2 separate regions of the Triticum aestivum genome follow, and region 2 is linked to region 1. The links are chromatin contacts, called in public Hi-C maps. All regions are on one chromosome and are shown on one strand. Each heading gives the region's core, a stretch centred on a gene start, on an enhancer-like site or on the middle of the called end of the contact. The rest is flanking DNA. Distances are from core to core; before and after follow the strand shown.

Region 1 (3,653 bases), core at 393-2,892:
GAATTTTGAAACTTGGCAGGATGGGGCATCAGGGAGGAGACAAAAGCACGATGATGGCAGCCGGGTAGGAGGATGAGGCCTTCCATAACTTCGACACATTGCAGACACGAATTTGCTTAGGGGGAGGTATAAAATTTGTTGGCATGCAAAGTTGAGGGTGCGAATTTTGATTTTGAAGTTGAGGGACCAAATTAACATGCGCTAGTTGATAAGTTGAGGGACGAAATATGAAATTATTTCTTATACATAATAAAGGATTACATTCTTGGCCAGTCTAGGATAACCGAGATATCCGTGAGTGAATCGAGATCCCAAACTGCACATACTCTTGTCTTTGTAGATGGCCAATTGACATAAATCATGTGCCACCTCATTCAACTATCTCCGAGCATCTTGTGCCTTGAACTTCTTGCGTTGGGCAGATCACTGCCATAATTCAGCCCATCTTGATCTTCAAAATCTACTATTTGTGCCAGTGCCATAACTCAGTAGGAAAATGAACCTGCAACATGTTCTAGACAAAATATCTCCTTTCTAGAGAAAACTTTTCAATGTTTCCAAAGAATAATAATGTCAACATTGTTGATTAAATTTCCCCAAAAAAACATTGTTGATTAAAAATCATTCTACCAGTGCCAATAAATATTTTATCCGTCTAGTTCGAGAAAATTGCTCATGTATCCAAGTTAAAGGTACGCACATCTCGTTTTGTACTCTCAAAACAAGTGCAGAATCGCTAGCTCCCCAAATTTTACAAACTAGCAGAAATTTGCTTCACCTAAAAAAAGGCAAAAAAAATTGCTTCACCTAAACAAAATTTGCTTAGAAAATGTTCTGGAAAGTAGAACTGTCGAAAAATGATAAACAAGTAGAAAGTCAACCTATGAGCCCTGATCTGGTGTGTGTTGCCGGTTCTATGCCCGCAGACACGCTAGCTACTATGGCGCCAACTGGCATAGGGTACCGTGTTCATTTGTCCATATTTTGTCAAACTTGCATATGTACTGCATTTGTTTTGTATGCCTTGTAATGCCAATACCGTAACATGCGATACATAATACGTATATACAAGAATACATACGCTACTAGCTAAAACTGCGCTTTACACCGGCGCTTACGCACCGCGAAAAGGACGCCTTCAAAATACGGCCGGGATGCTCCTCGGTGCCATCGCCTCCTTGACCGTGGATACGGAGAGAGACTCTCGCTGTCCGAGCGACAGGTGCGCTCACGCAGCGCAAGCACAAGGCTGCAAGCAACAGCGTCCAACGAGAGCTACGCCCCTCATTTATCTACCCGCGTTCGTACACCATCGCGATCCCAACCACCGTCTCCCATGATTTGTTTACGCGAATCTCTACATGCGCGAAAGATCAATCATACCGGTCTCTGTCGAAACTGCCGGCCCCGGCCACCTCCGGTTGCGGGCCGGCCATGGACAGCAGCCGCCACGACCACGCGCTCCCTTCCTTGTTCGCGGGTCAAACGGCGTGCGTATATAAGATCCCGTCCATGGCCGCGCTCGATTGGAGGTTGCACCGTTCGTTTGTTTGCTATAGAACTCATAGCTATAGATAGCTCCTTGCACGGCGGCGAGAAGATTAGGTAGCTAGCTAGCACCGGGTCGGCGGCGATCTAGAGGATGAGGATTTCGAGGCCGTACTCGGGGGTGTCCAGAAGCGGGGCGACGGCGAGGACGGGGCCGCACGCGCTGCCGCTGGCGCGGATCAAGAAGATCATGAAGCGGTCGGCGGGGGACGGCAGCGGGGGCTACGGCGCCGGGGCCAGGATGATCTCGGGCGAGGCGCCCGTGGTGTTCTCCAGGGCGTGCGAGCTGTTCGTCGCCGAGCTGACGCAGGCCGCCTGGGCCGCCACGCTCGAGGGCCGGCGCCGGACCGTGCACGCCGAGGACGTCGCCGCCGCCGTCAGGGACACCGACCTCTTCGACTTCCTCGTCGACGTCGTCAAGCCCAGGCCAGGTGACGACGGCGTCGGCGACGGAGTCGGCCTCGCGCCGGCCGCCGGTGTCCACGGCGGCGCGCTCGACTAGAAACTTGTCGGTGCAATGCATGCATGCATGCATGCGCGCTCGTCGTGGCTTGTGGAATCAAACTGTGCCGCGATTAATTGCACTAATTCCGTTCATGTTGATTTTACCTGCTCTACTGCTGCCAATACAAGCAGAATGACGCAGCGGTGCAACTAGCACGATTTGATTAACTTGTACTACCGCACACTACACTGGAACTGTATTTCTACATTTGTCGTTCCATTTCTACTGTTGTTAAGGAATATTTGAAGATTTTTCATTGCTACGAAATCAATAGAGAATCTGTCTTTTATACAAAAGGTTTTCGTTGATTACAAGCTATTGGAGAGGTTCATGACATTTTTCTATGATGTAACCAAACGACTTTTTGGTGACAATTTGTGTAATGTCCAAACCCTTACAAACGAAAAGGCAAAGCTATTCTGTCCTTGCATCTCTAGGATCTGGCAAGTCAAACAAGCTGCAACATCAACTAAATAAACATGCTGCAATATGACAAAATTACTAGAATGAGTGCACCCATTTTCTAGAATATAGTAAACATATATTTGTAAAATTTGAATAATCCCGGAAAAACTCACACACACAAGAAGAAATGGAACAAATACACGACTTTGGGGGCTAAGGTATCACGAAACCACAACTCAAGATTTTAACAAAAACCACAACTCTAAGACTAACCGGTAACAAAAACCCAAAATCTCCGGTTGAACACAACTCTAATGACCAAGCCCCACCAGTCATAGACACAAAGTAGTGAAATGATTTTTAGCCTGAGCTCACATTAGAGTCGGCTTGAGCTAAGTCGACTAGACATGAGCCGAACCGAGCCGAACTCAAAATGGACTTGCATAGATGTTTTATTAATCGGCTGAAGATTTTCCAAATTGATCGTTTAAGATGTTTCGAGTTACTGTATTTTTTAAAGTTTATTGAAATCTTCAAATTTTTGAAGAAAATTTGGCTAAATCCTACATTTTTGCAAATTTAAACTGGCTGAAAATTCCCCATATTCATCATTCAATATGTTTAGAATTACGAGAATGATTTCAGTTTTTCCCAAAAAAGGAATTTTGGCCACATATATAGAAAAATTATGCAAACTTTGAATTTTTAGCCCATTTTATGATTTTGAGATTTCTTCATGCTTTAATTTTATAAGTTAGCTGACGTTGGCTCTGCTAAAACCGACCTCTTTTTCAATAAAATAATATGAGCCCTTTGCGACTTGAATAAAAATGAGAATCATTTTGATTGAAGATATAACATTCTCCTATAAAATGGATACACGAGTTAACATATGTTTAGTAGAAGTCGGCTACTCCATCCATCTAATAATGTGAAACGTTATTACATCCAATATGTGACCTTGGATGTAATAACATCTTGCATTATGAGGCGGAGGGAGTATTATACTATTATTATCCACAATAAATAAATAAACTATGATTTTGAAAATATATATTCCTTTAACATTGAATCTTTGATAGAAACGTTTTCACCTTCTTGGAAATTTATAGGGCTTTTTCATGATGTAACCAAACAACCTTTTTTTTGTGTAAAAATTTCGATCTATTCATTTTCAATCATGATAGTACAACAA
Region 2 (3,714 bases), core at 647-3,146, 140 kb after region 1:
TAGCCTAGCATATCTAGAGCAAGCAGTAGAGGTAGTTGCATATAAGGAGTAGAAGCTAACACATGTAGGGCAAGTACTAGTACGAGAAAACTGTGGCATGTCATCTAAAAGAGAAGAAGAACACATACGTGACAGCAGCAGCTGCAGTACTGGACTTGCGGTCGGTGTCCTCGCCAGCCATGCCGTCGAGGAGGTTGTCGACGTCGGGGAAGTAGTCGTCGGAGTCCGGGGCGTCCGTGACGAAGAAGTCAGTAGTCGCGCCGAGTGCTCCCCAAAAAACCTTATCACCCTTCTCCCGTACATGACTCAAAGATGTGCGGTTTCGAAGGTCTACTGTCCCGACTCGCGGTGCACGCCGCAAACCGGGATGAGGAAGACAGTAGCATCTCAGAGATTGGAACCGGTGGCGAGAGGAAGGAGAAGTTCTGGTGCGTCTCTCTGAGAGGAGCGACCTCCCTTTTATAGGCACAAGAGAAGAAGGTGAGAGGCTGCGCCGGGAGCTAAAGGGAATGCCGGAGACGAAACGAACAAGCAGCAACCGGAGGGTGCAGCGTTCGTATTCAATGTCCACTACAGCAAAAACTTTCCAGCTCCCGAGTGGCCTTTCGTACATCCGTAGTGCGTGGCAAAAATTTAGACATCGACTCGGCTCATTCCCGCAACCCGCGTCGTGACGTGGCGTGGCGTGGTGAGGCAGGCGGCGAAGGAGGAAAGCACGTGGATGTCCTTCTTGTATTCATGCTCATACAAGTGAGGAAAGAACCTCCCTTATAAGGAGGTCCAACTCCCACTAAACTAGCAATGTGGGACTAAACTTTAGTAGTATCTCTTGCCTTGTACAAATGGGCTAAATGAGCCTCTAGGATTTATTTAGCAATTTCTGAAATAGTTATTGGGCTATCCCAAAATAGACTAAATTCCAGCATTTATGTTGTTGACTTGTATTTGCTAATGCATAAAAACAAACTATGATGATGCGTTATATCTCCCCCCCCTCCTCTCTAAGTCTATCAGTTGAAGACAATGTGGAGTACATGTTCACAAATCATACATATATGTAATCATATATGTTTTGGCGACATATTTATGTTGCCACTATTGTCTGCTATCTCGATGATGTCCCATACTTATTCCCGCGCACTCACTCTTCATCCGACGGCCACACCAGTCGTCATTTCACATGGTATCTTTTCCAGCCAAAATTAGACACACACCCCAAGCACGATTCATCCAAAGCACAATGTTAGATTGTCCATTGTCGCCTGCGGATATTTGGTGGCGGCCCTTTTAGATGATCAAGGTGGCGACTTGCTTCCAACTTTCGAGGGAGTTTGTGGCCCGACCTTTGTTCATCAGACCAAATAACTTTATTGTCACTTTTGATCTCCTTTGATTTGTAGGAAAATGTTATAAGAATATATATGTTCCCTATTGAATTTTTCTAGCCCTTTCGCCCGTAAGAAGAATGGATTCCGGTTAGTGGTAGCTGCTCCATTACTCAAAACCGTGCCGACGAGCTTTCATCATCGCAAGAAACAAAAACCCATCGTTCAAACCCATCTGTTCGGTGCGCCCTTTCGGATTTCGGAAGTTTCGGAGCGTACAAAGAGGAAACGGTCCCGTCCGGTCCGGGGCACTCGCGCCACATGCGGGCACGCACCAGCGAAAAGGTCAATCCGCCTGCCCCCACCTCGCCCGCCACGTGCCGCGCACCCGGCGCCGAACCCACGTGCTCCCCGTCCCCTCCGCGTCACGGCCCACTCCCACCCCACCCCACAGGCCCGCGAAAGCCACCCGCCCACCGCCCCGGCCCGACACCGCCCCATAGGCCCACCCCCTTCCCATAGGCAGGCGCAAACGGCTAAGAAAGGAGCCGACGACGCATTCCCGAACGGCCCCCGCCCCCCGCCCATATTTACGGCGGAGGGGGATCGCCCGCCCGCTCCAGTCAGTCAGCCAGTCGGGCAGGGGCGGTGGCGAGGGAGGCGATAGCACAGTACAGAGCAGAGGCGGCGGCGGCGGGCGGGCGATGAGGAAGGCGGCGGTGGCGGCGGTCGCGGCGGCGGCGGCGGTGGGGGTGGCGCTGCTGGCGCGGCGCCAGATGCGGGAGGCCAAGCGCTGGGGCCGCGCCGACGCCGTGCTGCGGGGCCTCGAGGAGCGCTCCGCGGCGCCGCCCGCCCGGCTGCGCCAGGTGGCCGACGCCATGGCCGTCGAGATGCACGCCGGCCTCGCCTCCGAGGGCGGCAGCAAGCTCGGGATGATCATCAGCTACGTCGACTCCCTCCCCTCGGGGTAACGCACGCTCCTCCTTCCTCTCCCTGCTTTACTTGGATTCGGACGTCCGCCGGGGTGGAGGCTTGGGAGATTCCCTTGCCCTTGCCCCGCCTAATCCGTTCGTCTGGAGCCGGTGTGCCTCGAGCGAGCGTCGTCAGGTCCAATGGATCTGCCCTTGTTTTTTCCTCCGTCTGTTCCTGCGAGAGAAAAAAAAGAACAAGAGAAGCGGTCACACTAGGGATTTTTGTCGCTGTCTGGTGCCTGGGTTGCTCCGCGGTTGCGGGATTGCTGTCGCGGCCCCCTTCCCTCTAACGTGTTATGCTAGAAATGGGCTGCAGGGTCAGGTTCCTGATTCCGTGAAATGGGCAAGATTCTGTCTGTAGATTTGACCGTTTTAAGGTAGTGCCCGTACTACTGTTGTGATGATGATTTGTCTACAGCTTCTGTACCAACTGGGCATGTATGTGCATCTCAAAACAACAACAACTAGGCATGCTTCTGTAACTGAGGAAAACATGCTACTCTTTTCAGCGTTATTAATAGATTGAGACAAATTTGTCGCGGGGCTTAGTAAAATGAGGGAAATTTGTTTGCTTTATCACTTATATATTGTGTGATTTTAGGAGGGGGGAAGACTGTCACTTGCCAATTAATTCTTGGAACTTCGCTCGTGTAGGCTATGGTTGGATGGATGTGCCAACCTTATTGAGTCCCTGATCATATGGTTACTGCAAGATGTAGACCACTGTTCTTTAGTTGAGACCGAACAGGACTAAGGTTGTTAGTCGTTCTGAACTGCCTTACAACTTTAAGTGAAATGTTTCTGAAAGTCTATTGGTCTTATGGTGTATAAGGTCAAGCAATTTTTAGTCGTCTGCTGCGGTGGTTACATGTAATCCTGTAGTTCTTATGGTGAATTGCAGCACACACATTTGATGGTCTTTCTGTATTTTTCTGTTAAACACTACACAAAGGGTATCTTATATACTAACAAGTGCCATACACTGTTTAAACTAATATGTGGAGCTGCAGCCTCCAGCGAATCATTGAACCATTTCACGCAGTTGCACTTTGCATTTATATATCTAATATGTCGAGGGCTATATTGGCAGGCAAGAGAAGGGGCTATTTTATGCACTTGACCTTGGAGGGACAAATTTTCGCGTTTTACGTGTTCAATTAGGAGGCAAGGAAGGGCGAGTTGTGAAGCAAGAATGTGATGAGATCTCAATCCCGGCACACTTAATGACTGGGACCTCACAAGTAAAACTGTTCCATAGTCAGTTTTGCACCCTTTCTGATCAATGGATAAGTATGTCACATGTCATATTTTTTTTTCAGGAACTATTTGATTTTATTGCCGCTGCTTTAGCAAAATTTGTTGCCTCAGAGGGTGAAGACTTTCATCTTCTTGAGGGAAGGCAAAGAGAGCTTGGTTTC

Evidence for each region. Hi-C and Micro-C count contacts between places; a contact is called where the count stands out from the background.
Region 2: a Hi-C map of leaf shows a contact between it and region 1, with 2.1 times the contacts expected there. The contact joins the promoter of LOC123064602 here to the promoter of LOC123180040 in region 1. A contact is called at or near these places in 4 of 5 Hi-C or Micro-C datasets (leaf and root).

The regions. Positions count from the first base shown.
Region 1 is chr1A:539,501,651-539,505,303 of IWGSC CS RefSeq v2.1, forward strand. It overlaps LOC123180040 (nuclear transcription factor Y subunit C-3-like), which reads left to right and starts at 1,643. Exons shown (of 1, transcript XM_044592002.1): 1 at 1,643-2,050. The coding sequence starts at 1,643. The coding sequence ends at 2,050.
Region 2 is chr1A:539,641,424-539,645,137 of IWGSC CS RefSeq v2.1, forward strand. LOC123064602 (hexokinase-2) reads left to right here and starts at 1,897. Exons shown (of 9, transcript XM_044488051.1): 1 at 1,897-2,292; 2 at 3,387-3,537; 3 at 3,616-3,714. The coding sequence starts at 2,030.